Linked DNA regions of Sus scrofa: regions 2 and 3 are each linked to region 1. The links are chromatin contacts, called in public promoter capture Hi-C maps. All regions are on one chromosome and are shown on one strand. The core of a region is the stretch at or near the end of the contact, and the rest is flanking DNA. Distances in the headings are between cores, read along the strand shown.

Region 1 (2,913 bases), core at 152-2,651:
AGGAAATGATACACAGAGTGCTGCTAGTTTACACTTTTGATAAACCCTGAAGAACCATTTATGGGCTGCAGTTTGTCTGCATCTGGGCACTGTGTGGGTTCTTAGGCAGAGCTGCAGTCATTTTTCTTGACTCTGTTCTCCCACCTCAACTTTTTTTTTTTTTTTTTTTTTTTTTTTTGGTCTTTTTGCCATTTCTTGGGCCGCTCCCGTGGCATATGTAGATTCCAGGTTAGGGGTCCAATCGGAGCTGTAGCCACCGGCCTACGCCAGAGCCACAGCAACGCTGGATCCGAGCCACGTCTGCAACCTACACCACAGCTCACGGCAACGCTGGATCCTTAACCCACTGAGCAAGGGCAGGGATCAAACCCGCAACCTCACGGTTCCTAGTCGGATTCGTTAACCACTGAGCCACGACGGGAACTCCTCAACTTTCCTTTCTTAACAGGGACCTTTGGGGTCCACTATTTGAGTGGTCGGATAAAGAAGGGGGAAAAAAAAAAAAAATCCAGCATTATCCCTTTACTTGCATTTCTGGACAAGGTCCCTCTTCTGGTTTCTCCATGGCTGTGACCCAGCGTCCAGCCCGGGGTATTCAAACGAAACAATATATGACCTGAACAATAGTCAAAGTGAGTCACCCTCCTCCTCAATGCCACGCATATTATCCCACCACCAATATCTGCGAGCTGCAGCAGGAATCAAAGCTGAGTCTTAAATATTCTGAGCTAGTGAGGGGGTTGTATTTCTTAGCCCTAATCACCACTTAAAACTAGTAAAATTTAATTCCCCCAAGGAACCCAGCCTGAAGGAAACCCTCCCCAAGGGTGCCACTGAGGGGGCAGCACTGAAATGTTTGGGATGACTGAGTCATCAGTTTCCAAATATTATCTAACTAGCTTCGCCCCCTCCCCTTCGAGTTCCCCTGCAATTATTCAGAGACACTAAGGGCCTCGGTCTGAGCACATTTGGGCTTTCCCTCGCTTAGATAAACCCAACTCTCCCACTCCCTGCATCATAAAGGCAGTGGAAGGGAGTGGAGAAAGAGGACGGGCCGGGGCAGCCTAGGCCTTGCAAGGAGAACCAGGCTTCGGCCCGGGGTTCCGTCCCAGACCTACAGAAGGGGACTCGGGGGCCGTCCTACGGAGTAACTCAGAGTCCGCATAGGCGGACGGGCGGACAGGGGTCGGCCCGAGCCGAGCCCGGCCGCCTCACCTGCACTTGCGTCGGCCGGCAAGAGTAACGACAGCACCAACCCAAACACAAACCCCAGAGCGACCATGTTTGCGAGGAGGGCGCACCCCTGCGCCGCCGGGGCGGTGCGGACGCCAGCAGAGGTGGAGCCTTGTGGGCGGGGCCTGCGCAGGGCCGATAAGGTCAGACTCCGCCCTTCTCAGGTCATTAATTCCGCGAAGCCGTCCGCGGCCGCCGGGCTGGCCCTTGCTCTCCTCGGCCGCCGTAGTTGAATGGTTTGAGGGGGAACGGTTTCCCGGCAACGAGAAAAAACAACCGGAACTTTCAGCTCCAGCTCAGAGCGATTGAAGAGGTGAGGCGGTTTACCCCATTTCCTCTCCGAAATCGAGACGTCGCTTTCCCCTTCGCCTCTCTTATTCTCTCAGGGTCCCCGCCGCATTCTGGGAAACTTAGGGAAAACTGGCCCCCAAGCAGCCCATTCTGCTAGTGTGAAATCCCAGATCCTCGACGTCGCGCCTCAGACTAGACCTGTGTTCCCCCTGCGACCCCTCTCCTCGCCCCACCTTGGTTGAGGGTCTCTACCTTTTCACCTTAGAATGATTTAATACCCCATCTCCTGTTCCCTCAAAAAGAGAAAGGGAAAAAATCTTTACAGATTGGGCCTCACTAAACCACGTAGTCCCAACCTAGACCCCGACCCTACCTTACTCGGCAGCGTTGACACAAACAAGCCAGGTCTCTGAGTGTTATTTGAACACTGAGTAGCCCAACATGCTGCCTAGCAGCTATTCTTACCTAGCTCTGGTATTCCAAGATAGGAAAAGAAACCTGTTCAAGATGAATCCAGAAAATATAAGACTCCCCAAACATTGAAGACTGGAATTGCAAAATCATGACCTTGCCCCCAGCACCCCCGCCCCGTTGCCCCTTCCAGAGTATACAGATGCTTCGACGAGGCATTGCAGGTCATGCAGCAGAAGTGAAAGCTAAGGGAAAGACTGTGTGAAACTTATTCGACAAGTTAGTTTTAACAAGGACTAGTTTTTTTGTTTTTTAATTTTAGACCCTTAACAGGGCCTTTTCGGCAATTTAAGATGAATTTATAATAATCACTCTAAATCCCCGTGGGATAGCAGAAATTACTCTGTCTTCAAAAGACAGAGTGAGAAAAAATACTTATTATAGTGAAAAATCTGTGATTTTTGTAATTTTAAAAAATGATTTACCTATTAAATTAGACTGTTAACAGTCTAATAAGGGAAAATTTCAAAAATCTTTGGAAGCAATGGATAGACTTGGGTTGGGTTGGGGGTAAAAAGGATTGAAGTCCAGAAGTTTGGGGTCTCAGAAATAATTTGTCATAGTTGTGGTTATATAAGTAAAATAAGACAAATTTAAAAACAGTATCTTTAACGAATCTCTAGGTACAATAGACAGTTCCTTCCAAGGAGATGTCGATTCCATTCTCCAACACCCACTACCGAATTCCACAAGGATTTGGGAATCTACTTGAAGGGCTCACACGCGAGATTCTGAGGGAGCAACCCGACAATATACCAGCTTTTGCAGCAGCATATTTTGAGAATCTTCTAGAGAAAAGAGAGAGTAAGCTTTTTTTAAAATAGGCATTGGAAAAAAAGAGACTAAGCCTTTGATTATGGTAAAACTTGCTTAAGACCATTCCTATTACACAGAAAGCCTTTATGAGGCAGATAGCTT
Region 2 (2,913 bases), core at 277-2,776, 230 kb after region 1:
TAGTGGGGCACAGACCTTGAGGTAGAGGGTTAGAGACAGCAAGGGGCTACCTAATAACATTTCTTCTGTGTGTGTGTGTGTGTGTGTGTGTTTACAGAGGTGTACAAATCAACCTTCCTCTGGCCTTCTCCAGTGGTGGCTGTTTTCTGTTCTTTGTGTGGAGGTGGTATGGCTTTCCTTCTCGTTACTTGATTGCTCAGTGCTGTTTGTAAACAATGCTTCCTGTTTTTTTTCTCAGCTCTGCTCCTTGGTTTGCATCTGATGTTGCTAGACTATATCACTCCCTGATTTCCAGGTTATACTCATCTACCAAGCTCCAGGTCTTTTCCTGAAATTCCTTGAAGATGGATGCTCCTGGCTCTTGCAACACTCTTCTGTTCATGTATCTTGGTGATTTCAAGCCATTTGGCCATTTCTATGACCTCTTCTTCAGTAATCTTGTTCTTCTACCTCAGCACTCCCTCTCTTGGTTATACCATAGATTTTGACAGTACCAATATGTTTTGAGGGGCCATGCCCACGGTATGCAGAAGTTCCCAGGCCAGCGATTGAACCTGTGCCACAGCAGTGGCAGTGTCCATCCTTAACAGCTAGGCTCCGAGGGAACTCCAACACTACTAATATCTACAATAACTTTATACTCTTACTTTCAAGCATCTCAATCTTGGATGACCACCTCTTATTTTTTCAATGCATTCCTTCTAGTATTCTGCTCTAGCAAAACTTAGGTCTCCATTGGAACCTAGAATCTCTTGATTTTACCACCTCTACAAGGTCCCTTCCTTCCACTTGTCATCCTTTCCTACATTACCTATCTTAAATCCTATGGTCAGTTATTTAACTACTCCCTTGCCCCCTTTTTTTTTTCTTTTTTCTTCTGGCCACCCAGAGGCATATAGAGTTCCTGGGCCAGTTGCAAGTTGCGCATCATCATCAGCCACTTTTATTTACTTATTCATGTGTCTATTTGGTTATTTCTCATTATATTGTCAATTCCATGAACAAGGGATATGTCTGTTTTGTTCACTGCTATATATATTCAGTGCCTAGCAAAGTACTGGTATATAAAATGCTCTCAATTATATGTTAATTGAACGAACAAACTGGTGTTTCACAAGAAAAATGAAGTGTCCCTGGATTATAGCAAAGCTTGGAGCAGAAAGGGAGACCACTCTCAAGGCTGCGATATTTACATGTAAGAGTATATATGAAACAGCACTGCTAACGTAACGAAGTGAACAAAGGATCAGTATGATTTACTGTAGGCGTATTTCCTCCGTCAAGGAAGCCCTGCCAGGCCTGCCTTCTTCCATCCTTCTCCCATGCGTCCCTCAACTGGACCCCTGTCCTTCCCACTTAATCAGCTCTCCAGCCCAACGTATTCCTTTTTCTGAAAGATGTGGGTTAATCCCAGGGTAGATAATGCAACAGCTCAGCTGACTGAGCTAGACTCCACCCGCACCCCCACGCTTCACAAGTCCCGCCCCCTCAGGGTTACAGAGAGCGGAAGTGACGACCCTTCGGAACCCGAAACCCCGCCCTACGCCTTCCCTGTACCAGGGAGGTGACGCAAGCCGGAGGAGGCGGATACAAACCAACCGAGGGGCGCGGCGGGATAAGGCGGTGCTCCCAAAAGTGGTGGTTTGTTGGCGGCAGTTACTTTAGTGTCCGTGGTAGTTTGAGTCTGTGGTGAGCAGCGAGTTAATACTAGGCCGGGACTGCTTCGACAAGAATAGGACCCCGAGGCCTAAGAAACAGGCCAAAATTTTCCTTGGCCCGGGGTTCCGAAAGGCGGCCCTCCCAAAATTGGCGGTTTGTTGGCGGCGGTTACTTTAGTGTCCGTGGTAGTTTGAGTCTGTGGCGAGCAGCGAGTTGATACTAGGCCAGGGCTGCCTCGGCAGGATTAGGACCCCGAGGCCTAAGAAACAGGCCAAACTTTTCCCTGGCCCGGGGTTCCCCGGCGTTCAGCGCTTCCCCCCATAACCGGATACCGATTGTTTGGACTCTGCCTTCAACCCAGGTTCCCACTCCGCACCCTCCCAGCTCTCTTGCCCTCCGGCTGCTACGCTCTTTCCTCCCTGTCCCACGTCGGTGTGTCACCACTGGCACAGTTTTCGTTCCTTCAGATTCTTACTTCTTTCCACTCGTCCCTATTCCTTTACGAGGGCAAGCTTTTTTCCTTCCTTCTCCAGAATCCTTATTCTTGGCTCTCTGTTAGGCTACTTACTGCCTCCTCCAAGGCTTCTCTCCTATTAAGGAGCCTGTGGCATATGTGTTAAGGGGCTGAGCTTCTAAGGAAGTCGTTTGAAGATGTTAAGCTTTTCTTCTCTCCTAACCAGGAATCTTAGGTGCCAGGAAGTATGGCCCCCCTCAAGAAGCCTCGAAATTCCACAAAGTTGCCCCTGGCTTTAAACCCCCTGAAGAGCAAGGACGTGTTGACAGTGCTGGCTGAGAGGAACCAGGCTGTAGTACCAGTTGGGGCATGGGTGGAACCTGCCCCACCAGGTAGCACAGAAGTCCCAGCACATGTGAGTGTCAGTTTGATGCAAATACGGTGGGGTTCCTCCTCCATCTTTCTTTTTATTAACCTTCTCTAGTCCCTGGTGCACAGATAAGATGAACAGTCTGGAGGTGCTGTTTCTATTCTGTTATAGATAGGCTCTTGCATTAGAATTATAGAACAAATATGAATTTGCTAAAAACTTGCTCTAGCTTTAGTCTACATAATTGAGTGTTTATTACATTTATATACATACATATAGATATTTCAGTTTACCTCATAAACTCTTGATGCTTGCTCTGCACACGATGTGCACATGACGTGCACACGACGTAGGCACTGTCTGTCTTCTAGACACTCTATAGTGAGTGTAGTAGGGATGACGACCATAGTCGATGTAACATTGATTGCCT
Region 3 (2,913 bases), core at 219-2,718, 150 kb after region 1:
AGCCTCTGGTGTGATGGAACCTAGGTGACCTGGGTAGGTCAGCAGGAGCAGGAACAGAGGACTCCTGAATTGGGAATCTGAAGTGTCAGAGCAGAACAAGGAGTCCAATTTCTCCTTAACAGACCAGCAAACAGGTCCAGGGTATGACATTTCATTGGCAAATAACAGAATTTGGACTCACTTCTGAGTTTGCCATTCTTGAAAAGATTGATTTCTGGTGGGGAAATCTCTTACCACCGTCTGAAGGCAACCTTGCCCTGGAGCAAGGGTCAGACATCAAATCCTGTCTCTTAGTATCCAGTGCTTTGGAAATAATATCTGCTAGCTTCTCTCCCACCTCCCCCAACTCAAGGTCACCCCAATTCAAGTTGTCTCCAGGGCCCCATAGCCCTCACCCAACAAGGACAGAGGAGGTGCTGAAAGAACAGCTCCAGGGCGCAGCCTCTTTTGGAGTGGTCCTGGTGCCCCAGCTCCCCCATACTTTATGCTCTGGCTTTGGGAAGTCACACACAGTGCTGAGGTAAGGGGCTAGGAAGACATCTAAACTCATCAAATTTGAGGCCTTCAAGGGCTGCCCTGAGGATTGAGCCAGGAGATTTGGAGCAAGCCCCCAGCTTGATTAAATTTCCTAGTTCACTTGGACGCTGCCTGCCTAAAATATTCAACTCTTGACTTAGCTTACTTTGGGGTCTGCGTCTCTGTAGCTTCCACTCCTCTGTATCTTGACTGTTCACTTGCCTCCTTCCAGTTCAGAAGTAGCCACCTCTGAGGCAGGTCTTATCACACTGAGCCCTCTGGCCAAACAAGAATCCCAACACTCACCCATCAGCAGGGCCCTACCTCAGATATGAAGGCCTGAGTCTCTCTTACCCCTGACGCCCCAACACTATACCCAGCCCAGGAAAGTATGTGTTTGTGTGTGTGTGTTGGATGGGGAGATCTTCAGGTATAAAGAACTCAGAAGCAGGCTGGGACTGGGTAGGAGTGTGTGAGTAAGTGAGTGAGAGAGAGAGATTGTGTGTATGTGTGTGTGTGTGTGTGTGTGTGTGTGTGTGTGTGTGTGAGAGAGAGAGAGAGAGAGAGAGAGAGAGATGTCCCTCCATCCAAAGGACTTTGGTTACCAAGTTTGAACAGACTTGCAGGAGTTTCACATCAACCCCACCTCTTTTCTTGCCTTTTCAGAAACACTATTATTCTCTTTGTCTTAGTCCCAGATTCTCTGGTTCCCTTTCAGTCTCCTCCAAAAGGTGAAACAATTCAGTAAAATATGTCAGAGCAGAGTAATGCAAAAGCATGCAAATAGATGCAAGATGCCTGGGTCCCCCTCCAGTTTTATCCCTGTGGAGTACCCCGCAAGAACTACTACATTAGGGCATCTGGGGCCCTAGGTAAAGACGCGCCATCTAATTCCCCCGTCTGTCGGTGGAAACCAGGCCACTGCGGCCCAAGTGTTGGACGAGCCGGTTAATTATTCTCCCCCACCCCCAATTTCCGCGCCAAACAGCCGCAGCAGCTTGCATTCCCGCCACTGAGCCCGTGGACCTGGGAGCAAGTTGGAAGCCTGGACTTGGAGAGGAGCAATCTGGCGCTTTGCCTCTGTTTCCTAAGGGCCAGGAAAAGGAAGGAGGGATTCCTCGCTTGAAGTCGGGCAGAAAGGCAAAGTCCAACAAAGCCTCATCCCTATCTTGGGTGCTTTGGGAAAGAAGAGAAACTCTCCTGCGGTGTCCACAAGCGACGCGCGACTCGGGGCACGGGGCGGGGACTCCAACTCGCTCGCTAGGCGACTTTAGTCTCTGGCCCTCCTAGTAGCCTTCCGGGTCGGGGTGGGAGGGTGGAGGGAGGCGGATTAATCCCTTAATTACGCGGTGATCGGCGTGGCACCTGCTTTCCGCCTGCCCAGCTCCCGGGGGACCCCGGCACTGGGGGGGTGGAGAGAGAAGGACGAGGGAAGGAGGAGGGCACGCGGAGGCACGCGCGGTACCCAGGCGCGCCGGGAGGAGAGCGGCACCGTGGCTGGGGCAGCGCGCAGAGGCTGTGGAGGGGCTTACGGCTCCCGGCCCGCGGGTCTCAGACCCAGGGGCTGGGTTCCGAGCCCCCCGCCCCGCTATCAGTCGGGTCGCGCCATGCTGCGCTACCTGCTCAAAACGCTGCTGCAGATGAACCTGTTCGCGGACTCCCTGGCCGGGGACATCTCCAACTCCAGCGACCTGTTCTTCGGCTTCAACTCCTCGGCGACGGCGCTCAACCAAAGCCTGCTGCCCCCGGGCGATCCTTCCGTCAATGGTAAGACCCTGCCCCACGGGATCCAGGGATAGCGGTAAGGTTGGAGGGCGGCGTGGACGAGTAGTCCAAAGCGCTCCTACCCCAAAGTCCGGGACCAAGCGTCCCCCCCCGCCCCCGCCCCAGTGCCTCCCGGACGGTGGGGACCAATGGAAAGTTCGCGGATTGGAGCACCTGAGTGGGGATATCCTGTGGGAGGTCGACGGCTTGGGAGGAGATGGTTGCTGAGTCCAACACCCCTCACCTCCCCAACCAACGCCCACGGCCACCCTGGGTGAGAAGAAACCGAGTAAGAGAGGAGAGGCCCGGACTTGCTGGGAGGGTAGAGGAGGGGCCGCCGTCGCCAGAGGGCCTGGGCCAAGCTGGGCTACTCAGTGACCCAACAAGGTAACAGGTTTTCCTTCAGGATCCTAAGTTTTCCAAGAACTCTCTCAGGACAAGGGTGATGAAGCCAAAATATTAAATGTGTTTGCTACAGAGGGCGACAGGAACAGCGACCAATTCAGAGAAACTTAGAAGTTTGCCCCTCAGAGCTGAGGCTGGCGGACAGCGCGGGCGGCGAGGTCATTACCGCTAATTACGGTGATTAATAAATGACTGAGACAGCGCGCTTTCCTCTAACGCAGCGGGAAG

The links. Promoter capture Hi-C pulls out the DNA fragments that hold promoters and counts their contacts.
Region 2: a promoter capture Hi-C map of liver shows a contact between it and region 1, with 2.7 times the contacts expected there. The contact joins the promoter of CCDC15 here to the promoter of SPA17 in region 1. A contact is called at or near these places in 1 of 5 promoter capture datasets (liver) and 1 of 2 datasets of contacts at active chromatin or transcription factors (alveolar macrophages).
Region 3: a contact with region 1 is called in a promoter capture Hi-C map of fetal skeletal muscle, with 4 times the contacts expected there. The contact joins the promoter of ROBO3 here to the promoter of SPA17 in region 1. A contact is called at or near these places in 3 of 5 promoter capture datasets (fetal skeletal muscle, liver and skeletal muscle), 12 of 47 Hi-C or Micro-C datasets (brain, embryonic fibroblasts, epiblast stem cells and 7 more) and 2 of 2 datasets of contacts at active chromatin or transcription factors (alveolar macrophages and skeletal muscle).

What each region holds. Positions count from the first base shown.
Region 1 is chr9:51,917,515-51,920,427 of Sscrofa11.1, forward strand. SPA17 (sperm surface protein Sp17) reads left to right here and starts at 1,402. Exons shown (of 5, transcript XM_003130022.3): 1 at 1,402-1,546; 2 at 2,619-2,799. The coding sequence starts at 2,646. It overlaps SIAE (sialate O-acetylesterase), which reads right to left and starts at 1,460. Exons shown (of 10, transcript XM_013979526.2): 1 at 1,216-1,460. The coding sequence starts at 1,282.
Region 2 is chr9:52,144,772-52,147,684 of Sscrofa11.1, forward strand. CCDC15 (coiled-coil domain-containing protein 15) reads left to right here and starts at 1,527. Exons shown (of 15, transcript XM_021063078.1): 1 at 1,527-1,641; 2 at 2,340-2,528. The coding sequence starts at 2,361.
Region 3 is chr9:52,063,575-52,066,487 of Sscrofa11.1, forward strand. ROBO3 (roundabout homolog 3) reads left to right here and starts at 1,469. Exons shown (of 28, transcript XM_005667463.3): 1 at 1,469-2,283. The coding sequence starts at 2,124.